2 separate regions of the Bombyx mori genome follow, and region 1 is linked to region 2. The links are chromatin contacts, called in public Hi-C maps. All regions are on one chromosome and are shown on one strand. The core of a region is the stretch at or near the end of the contact, and the rest is flanking DNA. Distances in the headings are between cores, read along the strand shown. Region 1 holds the start of LOC101744254 (hexokinase HKDC1). Region 2 overlaps LOC101735591 (epidermal growth factor receptor kinase substrate 8).

Region 1 (4,471 bases), core at 580-3,079, 42 kb before region 2:
GGCAAATAAAGAAGCGTGTATTTATTTAAGTTATTTTCCATCAAGAAAATAATTTACCGCGTAGAAATGTCCTTCAATTCATTTCTGTTCTATTTTCAAAGGAGGCATTATCAAATATATTGCATTATTTAAGCAGCTTAATAAAATTCTTTGAGGCAAAAAGTACTAAGTCTTGCACCAGGTGAAGAGATTGCATAATTTGATGCCGTCACGTTTCGACACAATCGCAAAAGTAATTTGTCAATAGACCGCATACAATTATTTGCAGTTCAATAACCCTCAGACACAGCCCACCGAGTTTCTCGCCGGATCTTCTCAGTGGGTCGCGTTTCCGATCCGGTGGTAGATTCTGCGAAGCACGGCTCTTGCTAGGGTTCGTGTTAGCAACGTCGTCGGGTTTGAGCCCCGTGAGCTCACCTACTAGTTAAGGTAACGCTGATATGGCCTCACAAGGCTATCAGCTTAGGTAGGAAAAAAAAATGCAATTCAACTCGTTTTAATGTTATCTCAAGACTCAAATAAAACGTATCCGTGTATCAAACAATAAAACGTTAATAACAATGATAACGATAGAATATTTCAGTATTAATTTATTATGGTAAAGAAGAAATTAATGTTATCGTTGACAATAAAAAAATATAGTTGGATTGGAATGTTTTATTGGTTCCCCCTCGTTGACGTGAGAAAATGTTGCTCTTTTTGGCATAGATTACCAAGCTCATAAATATTATGATGTATATTCCTCAGCTCGTCCAGATAAATGATGTTGAAGTCAATTATATTGTGTAATAGATGTCTCGCTCTTCAAACAGCAATGCATTACTGCGTCGAAGCAGCAATGGACATCATGGTAGTACCTACCTACCTACCTACCCGCGACGATTTAACAAATAAGCAATAATCAGGAATAAATCGCATTATCATCTGGACCCAAACCAGAATCCACTGTACCATGCCAATCAGAGACTAAAAATATTAGAAACACTGAAACAAAGAAAACATTATGTTGCGCTATAATTATCTGCCACTATTTAATCTGTGCCATCGAGTAGATTTGATCTTAGCCTCTTGTGGTAGAAACAAATATAAAACATCAAACAAACGGTGTATAATTGAAATATCCTTAGTCTATACGTACTTAACACATATTACTATGTATAGATTTTGAGATGGTACCATCATCTCGTTTTTACCATCGCAATGCCCGCCATCGGAGTAGAGTTCATCCATACTACTTGAAGCCACTACGTCCCACGCGATGCGACGGTAGCCACTGACCATCAGGCTATAAAAAAAAATAGAAAAAAATATGAAAGACTAATTATCATCGTGTAACAAAAATCAAACCTTTGCTATTACAAGTAAGATTTTAACTTAACGCCTCAAAGTGGATAGCCGATAACTTAAAACCGGCTGGATTGTGAGCTTTTCAGATCTGCATTCGTTAGAAACCACATTTACAATGTATTTGTTGTAAGTATATCCCTACCCAGTGTGGGATCTTCTCAGTGAGTCGCGATTCCGATCCGGTGGTAAATTCCGCGAAGCTCTTGTTAGATCTAGTGTCAGCAGATTGTCTCAGTTTGAGCCCGTGAGCTCACCTACCCGTCTGAGCCTAGCTGGAATAGCCCCTTTGCTTACCAGCGAATAAGACAGGAAAAAAAAAAACTCCAAGTACTGATATAGAGATACAATCTGTCGGCGGGTGTGTCGTCCGGCCCTCGGATAGCCACAATCAATATAACAACTACACAACATGCATGGAAAACAACGTAATCTTTCACGGTTCGACGTACAAACGACTTCGTTATCAGAAGGGTCTTAACGCCAATGTTTCGAGCCAAATCATTGTGTTTGGTATCAGTCTGGGAGCGCGCTCGATCTGAGTCGGTCGTCACTAGACATTCAGTAAGCTTCAGGAGAGAAAGCACGCGTAACCACGCATTCGATTCTCATTATTTAATCGGCCTTCGCGCTATTTTCTCATCGTTGTTTTAACGCTAGCTCATCAGAGAACCACGTGTGAGTATCTATATTCATAGTTAAAGAATAACATCATCTTGAAAACTGTCGTTACAGCAACAGGAATTTTTAACAAGTTCTTCTTACTTTTTCACATTTCTAAACCGCATTAACTATGACATGTATTCTAGTTTTTCTATTAAGACAATGGTAGCTTGTGAAATGAATTTTAACGTAATACAAAATGTTCGAAAAAAAAGCGACTTCAACAAAATAAAAAGAGGAGATATCTTCAATGTTCAAACTTTTTTAAGCTTGATGATATGAAAAGAGATCAACAAGAAACTTTGAAATAAAAAAGTAACCATCATAATTTTTTCACCTAGAAAAAAGTGCTGAGGTAACATCACATAAAAAGTACACAGAACTAAAGTCAAATTGATAAGCTTCTTCTTCTATTTTTAAGTCGGGTAAAATATGAATAGTCTTTTAATCATGCTAATTTTTTTAAATTCAAATAATGGGTAATTACTATTTTTAAAAAACTTGTTCACTCAAAAATTTGATTCAAGCAACATTGTCTCGTAAAAATTTTGCAGCGCATTGACAGAATTAGTATAATAAAAAAATTAAAATCCACTTTAGGGATTAGAGAAGAGCTTAAGAAATATTTATTTAATTTTTTTCGATTTTACATAATATTACTTTATCTTACTTATCATCCCAGTTTCCAGTCTTGTGGTAAGTTAGTAGAAGTTTGTTATTAGTAATGAACAATGACGTCATTGTTCACGTTCGACGTTTTGTTTAAAAGCTCGCATTGCGGGAAACAGACATACGTTCGCCTTCTACATTTAACAAGAAGAAACTGCAACGAATGAATATTTTCTTCATTTACCTTATTAATTGACATTATTCACTAAAATTTAAATAAAAACAACATAGGTATGATAATTCTCTTATTTTACAACTTCTTAAAAGTCTTGGATTAGGATTGTTAAGCAATGTTGGAAAATTTAAAATATCTGTAGCTTAACATCACAATATCCTCAGCATATATCGATATAAACAACATAAAATGTTGTCAACACGATAGTATTATCAAATTGCGTTATTACCTTTAAAACTATAAACATCAGAAGTTAATTTAATTCTTATCAATCTATACTTCTATACTTAATATTACAAAGAGGAAAGATTTGTTTGTTTGTTTTTTTTTTTTTTTTATTGCCCTTGTAGGCAGACGAGCATACGGCCCACCTGATGGTGAGTGGTTATCGTCGCCCATGGACTTCAGCAATGCCAGGGGCAGAGCCAAGCCGCTGCCTAATGAATACTAATAACAAACTTCTACTAACTTACCACAACACTGGAAACTGGGATGATAAGTAAGATAAAGTAATATTATGTAAAATCGAAAAAAAATAAAAAAAATATTTCTTAAGCTCTTCTCTAATCCCTTAAGTGGATTTTAATTTTTTTATTATACTAATTCTGTCAATGCGCTGCAAAATTGTATTGAATAGGCTCCGAAACTACTGAACCGATTTAAAAAATTCTTTCACTGTTGGAAAGCTACGCTATCTCCAGGTGACATAGGCTATATTTATTATATTTTAAAAAAAATTAAGGATCCCTTACTCAAATGATGTAACCCAATGTGTAAACAAATTACCTAAAATTATTTACATCGCGTGCGCTATTTCCCAAGCGAAGCCGGGGCGGGCCGCTAGTGTAAAAATAAAATCGAGTTTCTTCGGGTGCTCGCGAATGATCAGACAATTAAACCGGTCATTGCGCAGCTAATCCGATGAATTGAGCTCAATTAATGTTATATTTATCTTTGGTACTTACAAACTGTTACTTTAGTTTTTTTACTATTGGTCCAAACGTAATTGATGTAAAGCAGCGGTCGGGGCACTGTTTTAATTATTACCCCAAAATATTTTTGTGTAAGTTGATATTACCCCATAGCGAAGAACAAAAAAAAAACGAAATCCCTTCCTTTTAGCATCTTTCATATTCGTGATAATTTGAAATCACAACGATTCTAAAGAAGTTTCACTTCAATATATACTTTTTAATCACAAAAGTTTCAATTTTACCCCCAAATTTTCTTTACCCTATTTGGGGTAATTTACCCCGGTTCCCCGACCGCTGGTGTAAAGTGTAATCGAAGGTACAACTGTCTTGTTAATTTCGGCCGTGAAGCGCGAATAGTTCGGCTTTATTTTCGCGACCTAGAATAGAATGGAATATCACCACCCGATTTCTTCCCGGGGGTGTCGTAAAAGGCGAGGTTCACTTCATAATTGATAGCTGCGTTCTCTGAGTTACTATATAAATCTGCGATCGCCAATCAGCGTGTACTGGTTGTAGAATGTGTTGTTTTCCCGCACGGATGGATACCGACATCATTCTACCTGGGACGGTCTTCATACAATGCAATTGAACCTTCGACTTCGTGTCTTAAGCTAACTGTATTAACGTTATGATGTACACGGCAGAA
Region 2 (4,508 bases), core at 973-3,472:
TAATTTATTTCCGAACGGAATTATTATATCCTCAAATTTAAATTTGGGAAGACGTAGCTTATTTAATTTAAAAAATAAATAGTCGACGTCCCTATTGACTAGAACCGTAGATATTGATTGATAAATTGAGAATTTTGTTGACTGAGATGCGTAATGCTTAGGAATACTTTGTACATGTGATATTTTAAGCGGAATATTTTTAGATTTATTTTATTATAGTCGATACCAGTGTGACAGGTTTTCCTTGAACTTGACCAATAAAGGCAAATTAATTTTTTTCTTTTACCTCGTCGCTAGTAGTCTATGGGGCTATTTAGATACTTATGGACTGGTAGGCGAGCTCACCAGCTCAACATATGCTATGAGGATTTGCTGGCTCTGGCTCTAGCAAGACTAATGCTTCGCCGAATCTGCCACCGGTTCGGAGTCGGGATCCACTGAGAAGATCCAACGGGAATATCAGTGGATATCTGTGGGATGTATTTGCATTTATTACACAGCAGTTAGTTAAAAACGAATTTGTTTATTCTAAAACCTATATTGTTAGGGAGTCTGCATTAAATTTGTAAAAACCCAAACGTGTTTGTTTTAATTTTAAGGTTATCTATAAAGTTTGAAATGTTAATGATAATGAAATACAGGATATTGTATATTTTTCATGTTTTGTTTTTCTTTTCGTTCATCCTTAACTTTGCAACAAATTCAATTTATATTTCAGTTTGGTATTTTTTTGTTATATTGAGGGTAGAAAAAGCCGATTCATCACTGATTGACTGCTATATGATTAGCGGCTGGATTTTAGCTTAAAATTTTTATTGTTTTTTCGGCAAATTAAAACGATCATAGTGCAAAAGAAACTTCAGAAGCTTCTATAGCTTAATAGATAAGAAAACGAGTGATGCGATTCATTAAAAGTTTTTGGTGGCAACGTTATGATTATGTGGTAGGAGCTCTTGTGAGTCCGCACGAATAGGTATCACCACCCTGCTTACTTTTGCCGTGAAGCAGTAATGCGTTTCGGTTTGAAGGGTGGGGCAGCCGTTGTAGCTATACTGAGACCTAAGAACTTATATCTCAAGGTGGGTGGCGACATTTACGTTGTAGATGTCTATTGGCTGCAGTAACCACTTAACACCAGGTGGGCAGTGAGCTCGTCCACCCATCTATGAATAAAAAACCGTTATGATTAGCGATTAGATCATGTGCCTTGTGTTTTCCATTATTAATTTAATCAATGGTAGGAAAATAGGATTTGAGAAATTCGAGAAGATAGAAGAGTAAAAAGGTAGATAGGTTAGAAATTGAATGATGCGATACACCAAGATTCAAATTCTGTCCCTGGTATCAGTTTTCCTAATTAATCCTGTCATGTGTTCAAGTTTAATGAAGAATGGAATTAAAATTTATGAACTTGAATTCGGGATCTAGGATTTCCTCCGTCGTAGAGATTTTATCCCACTCACCTAAAGCGAGTCTTGGTATGTGAAGAGTAATGTAGATTTTCACGACAACCCCGAAATCAAGGCACTACGTAGTACTGCTGAAGATAGCGTCAGAACGCTTCTTTGAATAAGCGGCGCGACGCGATAATTCTATTATCGTAGCCTCCTCTAAACATACCCGACCCTGACCATGGGGCAACCCGCAATCGCTACCACCAAATCATGTCTTATCGGGTCAGGTCCGATCCCACAGGTCAGAGCTCAACGTGCAACCTACCCATAGACACAATCTATCGAGTTTCTTGTCAGATTTTTTTCAGTGTGTCGCGATTACGATCCGATGGTAGATTCAGCAAAGCACTTCTCTTGCTAGGTCTTTTTTTTGTCAGTAGGAAAACTCCGGACTTCCGCCCTCCACTGAGGACGGAGGGCGGGGCATGCCGGAGTCGAACTGACTAAACCTCCTGTCACTCAATAACCCACGTCCAAACCTCGCATGACACAGAAGTCATGAAAAGACAAAGGGGGGAGTGTGAAGGGAAAGTGAAGCGTTTAGTGCGGAGCACATCTCTCCCATCACCCTCCCCCTCGGGACGCCGGACGGGCGGTCGTCCTCTTGCTAGGGCTAGTGTTATTAAGTTCTCTCAGACTGAGCCCTGTGAGTTTTCCAAACAAACGCAAGATTAATTACCATTTATTTATTAAATCAAATACGTTAAACCTTTGTTTGTACTTAAATAACGTCATTATATGTTTTATTTAAACAAATAGCTTAGCCTATATCTTTATATTCCTACTCTGTGTACTATTCAAATTTTTATGACCTTTTATAATTTCAACTCAAAGAAGGTAAGTAGTCATGACTTGAGCATTTTTAAGGTTCATTTATCAATGCGGTGTATAATATGATACTCAGGTCGCAGAAACAAGTAAAAAATGTTTATTTTAATAAATAATGAACATTTGTGAAGGGGTGACGTTGATAAATGGATGAAAGAGGTTCATGTCACAGGAAAATTTTTTTTTAGGCATCGGCTCCACCTTCTTTCTGCCACTGTTGATGTCAACGCCTTAAAAAGCGATAACATTTTCAATTAATTACTAAAAAATAACTGCAGTGAATATTTAAAATATATTTCAAGGTATTTATAAAATTTGTTAATATTTTCTAAACTTTTTTTTTAAAGTAATGGTTATTGAATTGCGCTAAGTAATCGAATACAGTTCATATTGGAATAATAAAAGAAACACGTAGAAATTAATTTAAAGTCTCACTCGAGTAACTCAAGTAAGTAAAATAAGTTTTGCTCAAGTAAAATAGACATTAAAACGTAATAATTTATTAGTACTTATAGTTTATGGACGAATACAACAAATATCAAAAGTTGTTTGAAATTGAGTGTTGTTGTTACATCTTGTCACTTTTACTTCCACTTTAATGTTATTAAACACAATATATATTATTTAGATAATATAAATTACTTAAACAAATAATAAAAGTATAAAAATAATGTTAGTTTTAATTTTAATTGAACGATCTCTTGTAGTATCGTTTATATTTCGATTATTCTTAGTCTGGTAGAAGAGCAAAGAGTCATCGTAACATTATAAATAAATAGTGTTTTAAATGTAGCTTGATTGCGGGACAGTTGTTGAAGAATAGGCTTAGGTGAATAAAACTAATTTTATTTCTTTTCGTACGTCCTAGAATATAGTTTTTCAAACGGAATTTATGACAACTGTCCCCAATATCGTGCTATGTTTAACGTACTATAACAATTGTGAGAAAATTACATACTATTGTTAATACTAATAAATATACTACCTATACTAGTAATAATAGTAAAAATAAAATGCAGTAGTAATATTTACTACTAATTTTAATGACATTCAGCTTAAAGTAATTATAGTCATATATGTATAATCGCAGAATGTACTGAAAAAAACAATTTCAGTCAAACATTTTCATCTCTTAAATGTCAAATTAAGGGTGTTTCTCCGCTACACTGGCTAGCTCCACTCCGTTGGATAGGCACTCTTAATGTAATCTACGTTTTAAAATTAAACATTAACAATAGGATGCATCTTCGTCGATTCCTGGGAGGTACTCCATCATGAGACTTCGACTTTCTCTCGTACTTTCCTCAGGATGCTCTGAAGCTCTGATGCCGAGGTCGTCTTGTACTGGAACAAATACATCATTATCATCATTATCAAACATATTATATTTCATACAAGTAGGTATATGAATACTGTCTAAAAAAATAATTGGAAATTCAATTCTATGGTGCATGAACATAAATTAACAAATTTAGGAAATATAATTAGAACGATCCAAATTGTAACATTATCATAACTATTGGACTAGTGGTCAAAATTCGACCATAATTAATTTAAATTATAAATTAGAAAATTACTATGGTTTATTATCAAAAACTATACTTCTACAATTAAAGGTTTCGCCAAGGTTACGCTATAGACTAATAATATAAAGACAAACAATATTAATAAATTCTCAATTAGACCACAGACTTTAACAAGACTTTTTGGCGGGAACGCGAGGAATGAAGTTGTATGATTTGTTTTATTTTGTCTATTTAGTGTTTCTTCAGGTTTAAATATGTAATAACGCTGGTTTATTAACTGATTAGTATCTGTGAAAGTGCACAAATGTGGGAAAATGAAACAAAGCCGCTGAACGTAGCTACTGGGGATACTCCAAAAAGTCCACTGAAAAAATCTCAGTAAATGACCACCATTTTACTGATATTATATTTCATCCAATATCATCACATCTCATCTCAACTCATTTCATTTCATCTCATTTAATTTAATTTCGTTTTCATTTCATTTCATTTCATGCCATGTTTCATATTAATCAGCCTCATTTCATTTCATATAATATCATTTTTCATGTAAAGAAGTTTTTATTAAAATTAAAATAACGCTAGACCTAAAGTTCTTAGTTACCAGGTCATAAAATCCCTTAAAAAAATACTTTAACAATAAACAAAAGAGTAAAATGCATGTGTGGGTCAAATACATGGTAGTGTGTGTAATGTTTTA

The links. A called contact is a pair of places that touch in the nucleus more often than the background predicts.
Region 1: a Hi-C map of midgut shows a contact between it and region 2, with 2.0 times the contacts expected there. The contact joins the promoter of LOC101744254 here to the enhancer-like site in region 2. A contact is called at or near these places in 2 of 7 Hi-C or Micro-C datasets (midgut and whole pupa).

The regions. Positions count from the first base shown.
Region 1 is chr27:7,094,231-7,098,701 of ASM3026992v2, reverse strand. LOC101744254 (hexokinase HKDC1) reads left to right here and starts at 1,829. Exons shown (of 11, transcript XM_062676589.1): 1 at 1,829-2,022.
Region 2 is chr27:7,052,940-7,057,447 of ASM3026992v2, reverse strand. It overlaps LOC101735591 (epidermal growth factor receptor kinase substrate 8), which reads right to left. Exons shown (of 16, transcript XM_062676572.1): 16 at 2,767-3,626. The coding sequence ends at 3,555. LOC101744254 (hexokinase HKDC1) reads left to right here. Exons shown (of 11, transcript XM_062676589.1): 11 at 1-657. Among protein-coding and RNA genes, the nearest start is that of LOC101744254, 42 kb to the left of the region's middle. Within about 2 kb of position 2,222, at least 3 of the 8 cell types and tissues checked have open chromatin away from gene starts, as enhancers often do.